2 separate regions of the Sus scrofa genome follow, and region 1 is linked to region 2. The links are chromatin contacts, called in public Hi-C maps. All regions are on one chromosome and are shown on one strand. The core of a region is the stretch at or near the end of the contact, and the rest is flanking DNA. Distances in the headings are between cores, read along the strand shown. Region 1 overlaps RDH13 (retinol dehydrogenase 13). Region 2 has its middle 16 kb from the start of NCR1.

The links. Hi-C and Micro-C count contacts between places; a contact is called where the count stands out from the background.
Region 1: a contact with region 2 is called in a Hi-C map of blood, with 3 times the contacts expected there. The contact joins two enhancer-like sites. A contact is called at or near these places in 2 of 47 Hi-C or Micro-C datasets (blood and undifferentiated spermatogonia).

The regions. Positions count from the first base shown.
Region 1 is chr6:59,276,896-59,281,694 of Sscrofa11.1, reverse strand. RDH13 (retinol dehydrogenase 13) reads left to right here. Exons shown (of 7, transcript XM_021094989.1): 4 at 1,376-1,480; 5 at 2,446-2,658. Among named protein-coding and RNA genes, the nearest start is that of RDH13, 14 kb to the left of the region's middle. Within about 2 kb of position 1,749, at least 14 of the 83 cell types and tissues checked have an H3K27ac peak or open chromatin away from gene starts, as enhancers often do.
Region 2 is chr6:59,106,032-59,111,164 of Sscrofa11.1, reverse strand. No RefSeq gene overlaps it. Among named protein-coding and RNA genes, the nearest start is that of NCR1, 16 kb to the right of the region's middle. Within about 2 kb of position 1,879, at least 6 of the 83 cell types and tissues checked have an H3K27ac peak or open chromatin away from gene starts, as enhancers often do.

The sequences.
Region 1 (4,799 bases), core at 500-2,999, 170 kb before region 2:
TTTAAAAATTTTTATTGAAGTTGGAGTTCCTGTCATGGCTGGTATCCATGAGGATGTGGGTTCAATCCCTGGCCTCGATCAGTGGGTTAAGGATCTGGCGTTGCCATGAGCTGTGGTGTAGGTCACAGATGCGGCTCGGATCCGGTGTCGCTGCGGCTGTGGTGTAGGCTAACGGCTACAGCTCTGATTCGACCCCTAGCCTGGGAACCTCCATATGCCGTGGATGCGGCCCTAAAAAGCCAAAAAAAACGCTTTTTTTTTTTTAAATTGAAGTAGAGTTGATTTAACAATGTTGTTTTGGTTTTAGGTGTACAGTAGCGATTCAGTTATACATTATCTGTCTGTTAACCTATTTTTCAGATTCTTTTCCATTATAGGTTATTACAAGATATGCAGTAGAGTTTCCTGTGCTGTATATACAGTAGGTCCTTGTTTTTTGTTTTTTTTTTTTTTTGTCTTTTTGCCATTTCTAGGGCCGCTCCTGCGGCATATGGAGGTTCCCAGGCTAGGGGTCTAATTGGAGCTGGAGCCACTGGCCTACGCCAGAGCCACAGCCACGGGGGATCCGAGCCGTGTCTTCGACCTACATCGCAGCTCACGGCAACGCTGGATCCTTAACCCACTGAGTGAGGCCGGGGATCGAACCTGCAACCTCATGGTTCCTAGTCGGGTTCGTTAACTACTGCACCACAACGGGAACTCCATATACAGTAGGTCCTTGTTGATTCTGTTTTCTATAGGGTAGTTTGTATCTGCTAATCCCAGACTCCTGATTCATCTCCCCCTTTGGTAACCGTAAGTTTGTTCTCTACATCTCCGAGTCTCTCTTTGTTTTGGCAATAAATTGTGCGATTTATTAAGGTTCCGCATATAAACGATTCCATGGTTATTTGTCTTTTTCTAATTTCATTTAGTACAATCATTTCTAGGCCCATCCATGTTGCTACAGATGGCATTTTCTGGGTGTTTTTTTTTTTTTTTTTCCCTTTCTTTTTTGGCCACCCCACGGCATAGGAAATTCACAGGCCAGGGGTCAGATCTGAGCTGCAGGTATGATCGATGCCACCGCTGTGGGAGTGCTGCATCTTTTAATCCACTGTGCTGGCCCAGGGGGTCGAACCTGTGTCCTGGTGCTGCAAAGACACCATCCATCCCATGGCGCCACAGCGGGAACTCCAGTCTCCCTTTTTTATGGCTGTGTCTGTTGTATGTATGTAGCGCATCTTCGTCCATTCCTGTCACTGGATGGACACTGAGGTTGCAGAAGATACTGTTGAATGAATACTCATTAAGCCTTCCGCCCGGCCGGTTCTATCATTACCCCTTTTACAGAGGGGAACCTGAGTCACACGCTGTCCCCACGCCTGTCTTCCAGAGGAGGAGCACCTGCACGTCCTGATCAACAACGCTGCCGTGATGCGGTGCCCCCACTGGACCACGGAGGATGGCTTTGAGATGCAGCTTGGCGTTAACTACCTGGGTGAGTGGCATCGGCCTGGGGTGTGAGCAGGGGAAGGGGGGTGCATGAGTCAGACACAGGCTCCAGGAGGAGGGGCCCTTCCCCCCATCTCCAGGGTGGCCAGGCGGCCGTGGGTGGGGTCACCCAGTGGCTCAGGGAGTCACCTGTTCATCGTTGGACCTTCCGTCCTTCAGACCCTCCCTCAGCCTCTCGGCCTTGGGTCCCTTCGTTTGTCTGTCCTTCACCCAGCGTGTCAGGATATCCGCTGTCGCCCTGAATACAGCTGGAGTCCATTAGTAAGGGCGAGGCACATGGATCTCGGGTGGCCCCCAGTCTTAGAGGACTCGGGTTCATCCTAATGACCTCATTTAACCTGATCACCTCTCTAGAGCCCCTGTCCCCAAACACAGTCACACTCTGAGGTTGTAGGACCTCAACCTATTTTTAGTGGGGTTGCGGGGGGCACAATTCAACCCATAACGCAGGTGTTACCACCCTTCACCCCTATTGGCTGGGGCTCTGTCACATGACCTGGTGGAGCCACATGGGGCTCTGGGAAATGTAGTCCTTCCCTGGACCGTCTCTTGCAGCAGCAAACATTCTATCACCGGGGAAGAAATGGAGAAAGGCTCTCTGGAGACAGAAGCCCTTCTCTTCTCCAGCTGACCTCATAGAGGGTTGTCGCAGGGCTTGACATCTGGGGCGGGGGCGTTCTCTGTCGTGGGCACCATCTCGTGCACTGTGGGATTTTAGCAGCATCCCTGCCTCCACCCACTAGGTGGCAGCAGTACCCCGTCCGCCCTCATCGTGCCGCCCGCAGGATGATCAACGCCGTCTCCATACTGCCCAGTGGCCCCTGGGGGGCAAAGCTGGACCCTGTTGAGGAAGCTGGGTGGGTTATTGGGAGGATGACACACGGGGATGTTCGCAGTGTGGTCCTGGGCACATGGCCAGAATTCAGTACAATTTCTTTTTCCTTCCCGCAGGTCACTTTCTTTTGACCAACTTGCTGCTGGACAAGCTGAAAGCCTCTGCCCCCTCTCGAATCATCAACCTCTCGTCCTTGGCCCACGTTGCTGGGCACATCGACTTTGACGACCTGAACTGGGAAAAGAGGAAGTACGACACAAAGGCAGCCTACTGCCAGAGTAAGCTGGCGCTGGTCCTCTTCTCCATGGAACTGAGCCGGCGGCTGCAAGGTGTGTGCGCTGAGCCTCGCTCGTCTCCCCTTCCCCTTATTTATTTATTTATTATTTTTTTTTTGCAAGCAAACACCTCCCAGGACACCTGGGAGGGCGGAGAAGAGCCCCCTCTCTCTACTGTCCTGTAGGGGTTTTTATCCTTTCAAGATGGGGGGGCACCAAGGTGGGGTCCAGAAGGATGTGGTTTTCTCCCCTCGGCCTCACCTCGTTACCTGTATCAGTCCTTGGCCAATAGGGGTCTGAGGGCCGGAAATGCCCCGTAAATCTCATGGCTTCGTTGCCCTTCTCTTTGCATAGACTCGAGTCCCCATTCCTCTCGTTCCTTCTCTATCGGCTGAGGAGCGGGTAGAGGTGAATGTCCATCTGGGCGTAGGGACACTCCCCAGAGTTAACAGGGCCTGCGGGGACGTTTCTCCCTGGAGCCCTGAAGCTGCACGCGTTCATCAACGGCCACAGCAAAGGCGGCATCGAAGCCCGTGCTCCTGCAGACGACCTGAGTTAGGATTCTGCCTCAATCCCTCCTCTGGAGCTGGAGACTCTCACTGCGGGGTGGAAAAGGGGTGACAACCGCTCTGACTGCCTCCTGCTGCAAAGGGGCGTTGTCCGGGGAAAGCAGTTAGGTCTCCGCTCACGGGACAGTCGGGTGGGCTTCGATACGTTCCATTGGGCACCCCTTCCTCACCATTTGAAGCTTGACGGCTTTCTGTTGGGATGTAATGAAGCGAGAAGTAGTTAACTGTACAGGGTCCAAATAAAAGGATCAAGGTCACGGTGACAGCTCTGTTGAGCAAACCAGTTCCAGAGGGCGGCTCCAAAGGCTGGAGCTGGATCGGACATCCTATGAGCCTGCTGCCGGCGATCTTGCAGGGACCCAGACCCATCCTTACGCTGTTCTTCAGTATCAGCACTGAGAAGAAGGGCGTCCACCTATTGAGTAACTTTTTTTTTTTCTTTCTCTTTAGGGCCGCTTCCGCAGCATATGGAGGTTCGCAGGCTAGGGGTCGAATCGGAGCTGTAGCCACCAGCCTACACCACAGCCACAGCCACGGGGGATCCAAGCCGCATCTGTGATCTACACCACAGCTCACGGCAACACCAGATCCTTAATCCACTGAGCGAGGCCAGGGATTGAACCGGCAACCTTACAGTTCCTAGTAGGGTTCGTTTCCACTGTGCTACACTGGGAACTCCATATTGGATAACTTTAACAGGCTTAGAAGGCCTAAAGTTTGCCAGATCTCTGGCTGATGCCTGCCCACATAAGTGAAGGCCATCTCTAAATCCTTGAGGCAGGACAGTCCAAGTTAGTCACGTGGCGAATCTGAGGGGTCCTCAAAAGCAAAAACTGCAAAGCCTTAGCTTACAAGTGCTGGTGTGTTGGATCCGGATTCCCAGACGAGCCCCCAAGAGATGACACCAGAAAGATGCTACCGGAATCTGGGTTCTTGTTCACGGAGCCTGCAAATGAACTTGTGAGCAATGGTGTAGTGGGTCAGATCCCAGACGAGCCCCCAAAAGATGATGCCGGAAAGATGTTACTGGAATCCGGGTTCTTGTTCTTGGACTTCGCGAACACACAGGCAGCAAGCAAGCAAAGTCTTTTATTACAGGAAAGCGAACAGCTCCCGGGACAGCTGGGAGGGGAAAGCAGAGTCCCTCCCCTTCCCTCTAGCTCTGAGCCTGAGACAGTCAGGGCAGAGCAGGCAGATGTGGGGCACACTTACCACCATGCTCCCTGCTGGGGCCCGAGGCAGGCATCACTAATCAATCACCACACTTGGCTCTGCTCATCCTGCACAGGTATCTGAGCCTCTGCTGCTCTAGACCAGTGGACCGTGTGCCATATCTGCAGATGTTTTGGGCCGTCTGTTGGGGGAGCAGAGGCAGATTGGGTGTTGCTCCGGGCATCCAGCAGGCAGAGGCCAGGGATGCTGGTGAACATCTTACAATGCACGGGATATAGTGCCGAGGTCGAGGCATCTGTCCTTTGTTCTTGCTTCTCAGCGAGGGTCTGCGGGCCAGCAGCAGTCTGGGTGCTTGTCCTAACTGTGGCATCTCAGACCCTGTGCTGACCCACTGCTCCAGACTCGGGGGCATGGAGCCCAGCTGTCTGGGCTTCTCAAGCCCTCCAGCTGATC
Region 2 (5,133 bases), core at 630-3,129:
GGGGGCGCGCTTGGTATCTCATGGGTAGAGACCAGCAGTGCGGCTAAACACCCTGTAATGCCCAGGACGGCCTTTGATAGACAAAAAAATGATTCTACTCAAAAGTTCAGTGGGGCTGAAATGAGGAAACTTGACAGCCTAGCTCTTCATTTCTGTAGAATAAGCGCGGTCCTTACCTGAGCACGCTTTTGCCCCCAGTCTACTAACTCTGGAGACTTTTAGGAAATCATGGCATAAGACACCTATCAATGCAAACAATTTAAATCGTTTTAAAGTATACAATTCAGTGGGAGTTGATACATTCACCACGCTGCGAAACCATCCCTTCTGTCTAGTTTGGGAACTCTTTTTTTTGTTTTTTGTTTTCTGTGTTTTTGCCATTTCTTGGGCTGCTCCCGCAGCATATGGAGGTTCCCAGGCTAGGGGTTGAATCGGAGCTGCAGCCACCAGCCTGCGCCAGAGCCACAGCAACGTGGGCTCTGAGCCGCGTCTGTGACCCATACCGCAGCTCACGGCAACGCCGGATCCTTAACCCACGGAGCAAGGCCAGGGATTGAACCCTCAACCTCATATGGTTCCTAGTCGGATTCGCTAACCACTGGGCCATGACGGGAGCTCCCCAGAACTCTTTCATCACCCATCAGTTGACTTTGTTTCCATGGATTTGATGACTTTGGATTTTCCCGGTCCCAGTTGGTTGTGCTACCAGCTTCTGGGGGCAGAGACATCCTACAATGCCCACAACAGCCCCCACAACCCAGAATCCTCTCATCGTCCTGAGGTTGATAGCCCCACAGCAGACAGAGATGGTGTGATGTCTTCAGGATCTTGCCCCCTCCCGTAGGCCCTCCTGCTCCGCAGAGTGAAAGATCCAGGAGGGGGAGCTTATTTGTTCTTGTCCTATTCTTTGGGAGAGCAGGTGTAAGAGCCTCAGCCTCGTGGCATCAGGCGAGCTTCCCTTTCCGCATCTTGTTCCTCTCCCTGACCTCCCGTCATAGCTCTTCATCGTGTGATGACCTCTGATCATAGTTCCCATCATAGCTCCATCCCTTCACAGCTCAGCTCTGTGGGGCCAGAGGCCCTGAGTGCTTGCAGAATCTGGTTTCCTATGCTCGCCGTCCTGCTGAGCCTTAGTGAGTCCCTCAGAGAAGATTTTGGGGAGGGGGGCACCAACGCCTCGAAGTGGAGGCCAACTCTTGACTTTTGGGCTGTTCTGATCAGGGCTGCCTTCCAGGGCTGTGTGATACAGAAGAGCCAGGCACGGGCGGGTGCGTCCTTCCCACAAGCTCACGGTTGTTCATCCCTCTTCTCGTTTTGTGCAAGGGAGCTGCGGAAGGCAGATTCGGGGTGATGAGGTCGCTTCTGCCAAAGTCTCAGTAGGAAGGACGGCATGGAGAGCTGATTTCAGAGGGAGTCAGGACTTGGTCTTTCGTGCTAGTTGCCCGACTTTCTCTTTCAGCAACTCCGATTCATGATTCCAAAGCAGGAGTCTGTGGTCGCCCCTGGCTCTGTCCTCTGGAAGTGGAACGTGCTCTCTAGACCGAGAGGGTGTCAGGAGCAGAACATTCCATCATGGAACAAGGGGGGGGGGACCTGTGTCCAGAGCCCGGGTCCATGCACGTCTCAGAGATGGATGCAGAGAGAGCAGGGAGATACCATTCTTTCTACAGAGAGAGAGGACCCTGGGCAGAGCTTAGGGATCCAGGGGAGCCGTCGGTGACCAGTGAGTAAGACCCTCCAGGCCGCTTTGGTCAGGGCGAGGCTGGGGTCTGGTGTCCCAGAAGATCCACCCCCAACTTCCCATCCCACGTCCCAGTCCGTCCGGGGCTCACACAGACACTCACACAGACCGTGTCTGGTTCCTGTTCTGGGAGGCAGGCTAAACTCCCAGCTCTCTCTCTAGCCTGGTGGCTCTCGAGGGCGCTGACCTTCCCTCTCCTCCCTCCCCACGTCAGGAGGCATTTTGGGTTGTCACAGCTAGGAGATGGAGTGTCACTGGTGTCTGGCAGGCAGAGTTGCGAGCTGCTGCTAAACGTTGTGCCATGCGCAGTACAGCGCCCCACCCCCACGCAACCACAAATTCTCTGGCCCCAAATGTCAACAACACCAGGGGTGAGAAACCCCGACCTAGATGGTTATCAGCCTGAAAATAACAATCACCTTTGAAAACACCCAATTTGGGGGGAAAGGCCTGGTCACAGGTCCGGGGCACTTGGCCAAACTCTGGGTCAAACACTGCTGTGTTTTAGGGGACTGGCCATAGGTTCCATGTCAGTGAGAAGAGATGAAGCACCGCTGGAGAACATGGATAGACGGAGATGCTTTGCAAAGAGAAACCTTACTCAGGTTTTCCCTTTGCCCTGCTGATCTCTCTACGCTCTTTCCAGCTCTGTTTCCTCTTGATCGCTCTCTTCCACTTGTGCTGGGCATTTTGCTACTTCCCCGCCTTGGGCCTGGGACTCACTGTTCTTTTCCGCCTTGTGGGCGAGTGTTTTTGGAGCGTTGCAGCATCTCACGTGGCTGCCCATTCTCAGTACCATCAACAGGCCCTCGCCGAGCTACCCACCGGATGGCTCTCAGTGAGGTCCCTCCCCCATCACGCTCACCTCATCCAGCATCCCATTTATATCCTTCCAAGCTAGGGGTTCTTAATACCGGGGTTCTTGGAGTTCCCGTCGTGGCTCAGTGGTTAACCAATCCGACTAGGAACCATGGGGTTGCAGGTTTAGTCCCTGGCCTTGCTCAGTGGGTTAAAGATCTGGCGTTGTTGTGAGCTGTGGTGTGGGTCGCAGACGCGGCTCGGATCCCGTGTTGCTGTGACTCTGGTGTAGGCGGGTGGCTACAGCTCCGATTCGACCCTTAGCCTGGGAAATTCCATATGCCGTGAGAGCGGCTCAAGAAATGGCAAAAAGACAAAAAACAAAACAAACAAAAACAGGGGTTCTTAATTTTGTCCCCAAGGGGCTGTTTGGCAATGTCCGGAGAGCTTTTTGGTTGTCACCTGCTGGGTGGGTGCTCCCGGCCTCAAATGTGTCGAGGCCAAGGATGCTGCTCGACTCCCTGCAATGCTCAGGGTCCTTGCCATGGGCTGATTTTGGCTCCTTCAAAGGTACACGTTGAGGTCTGGACCCCCCGGGAGAAATGGAAGCCATGGCATTAAATGAGGTCAGCCCAGACTTGTGTCCAGAGACGTGCTGGTCGGCCGTAGACCCTCCCAGCTCTGGCACTCGAGAGCCCCAGGGCCTGGCTCGGTGTCCTGCTTGAGAGAGGACGTGGTCACAGACCACTGACAGAGGAACCCAGATGAGATAAGGGCTGAGACGTGTCCACTGAGAGTTCCAGGAAGCCCATCAGTGTTTGTTATAAAAACAGCTTCAGCTTCAGAGGAAGTAGGAGGTGAGAAACCAGGTTCCAGAGCAGACTCTGCCAGGGTGGGTGGTATCTCCGGGCCATTGATGGCCGCATCCAGGGACCACTACGAGTGGAAGGACATGGGCCGACTTCTGCCTGATCGCATCTGTGTTCTGAAGCTTTAGCTCCTGTTGCTAACCCAGAGTTAGAAAAACTCCAGGTATGGGTGGTGGTGATGTTGTAACTGGGAGCCCAGACAAATCCTTGGCATTCATCACGAACGCCTCCATTCCCAAGAGGACGCTCCTGTTCCCTTCTTTCGGCAAGTGGAAGGCAAAACAGAAGGGCCACAGCTTGTGTCGGGAACAGAGGTTTTAGGGGAGCTGGGATTTGGTCCTTCCCCCGCCCTCCTGACTTCTCAGGGCATCCGTTGCGTGAGATGGGATGAGGGCAACAGGCAGGGAGGTCGACGGGAGGGCCCGCCTCAGAGTCGTTCCCTGGGGACGTGGGAGACCGTGGGGGCAGACGGCAGCAGGAGAGGCTGGGCCGAGGCGGAGGGAGGAGATGCCCTCTCAGCCCTCAAGCCTCCCCTCCCCCGACAGCCCCGAGGTCCGGATGCTGTAGCGTCCACCTGCAGAACATCCCCAAGCACATGAGCTCTTTGAGAAAGGGAGGTGGGCCAAACCTGTGCTATGGTATAGGATGATGCAAGCCTGCTTAGAAAATAGGGAGGTGTGTGTGTGTGTGTGTGTAAGATAGTTATATAATACATAAGTGGGAGTTCCCATCGTGGCTCAGTGGTTAATGAATCCAACTAGGAACCATGAGGTTGCGGGTTCGATCCCTGGCCTCGTTCAGTGGATTAAGGATCTGGCGTTGGTGTGGCTGTGGTGTAGGCCGGCAGTGGTAGTTCCTAGCCTGGGAACCTCCATATGCCTCTGGTGCGGCCCTAGAAAAGACAAAAGATATGTGTCTATATACATACAACATAACATAAAATAATACATGCATGCATATATGTATTTCAGCCATGAGAAGGAAGGAAGTGTTGGCATTTGTAACAACTAAGAGGGACCTCGTGGGCGTTAGGCCGAGATGAGTCAGAGAAAGATAAATGCTAGATGACACCACTTAGAAGTCAAATCTAAAAAAGTGAAACTCATAGAAACAGAGTAGAATGGTGGTTCCCAAAGCCTGGGGCGGGGGACCTGGGAAGATGATTTTAAGGGTACAAACTTGGAACGAGTAGACACGTCCCGGAGATCTGAGGCACAGTGTGCGGTTATAGATAAACAGTATCGTGTGAAAACCATCCAACTTGCTCAGGGACCAGATCTTCATTATTCCAACCACACACAAAAAGAAATGGTAACTCGGTGATGGGATAGCAGGATTAGCTTACCCTGCAGTGGCAGTCGCTTTATAGTAGAGAAATACCTCACATCAGTGCCGTGTGCATCTACACAATGTGAGCTGTCCATTGTATTTCAGTTAAAAAAACCACTTTTGGAGTTCCCGTCGTGGCGCAGTGGTTAACGAACCTGACTAGGAACCACAAGGTTGTGGGTTCCATCCCTGGCCTTGCTCAGTGGGTTAAGGATCCGGCGTGGCTGTGGCTGTGGTGTAGGCCGGCAGCAACAGCTCTGATTAGACTCCTAGCCTGGGAACCTCCATATGCTGTGGGTGCAGCCCTAGAAAAGACAAAAACCAAAACCAAAAAAACCCACTTTTCAGTTTGGGACAAAAGACGCTCTGGTGTCTCTGTGGCTGCCCCAGCCGTAT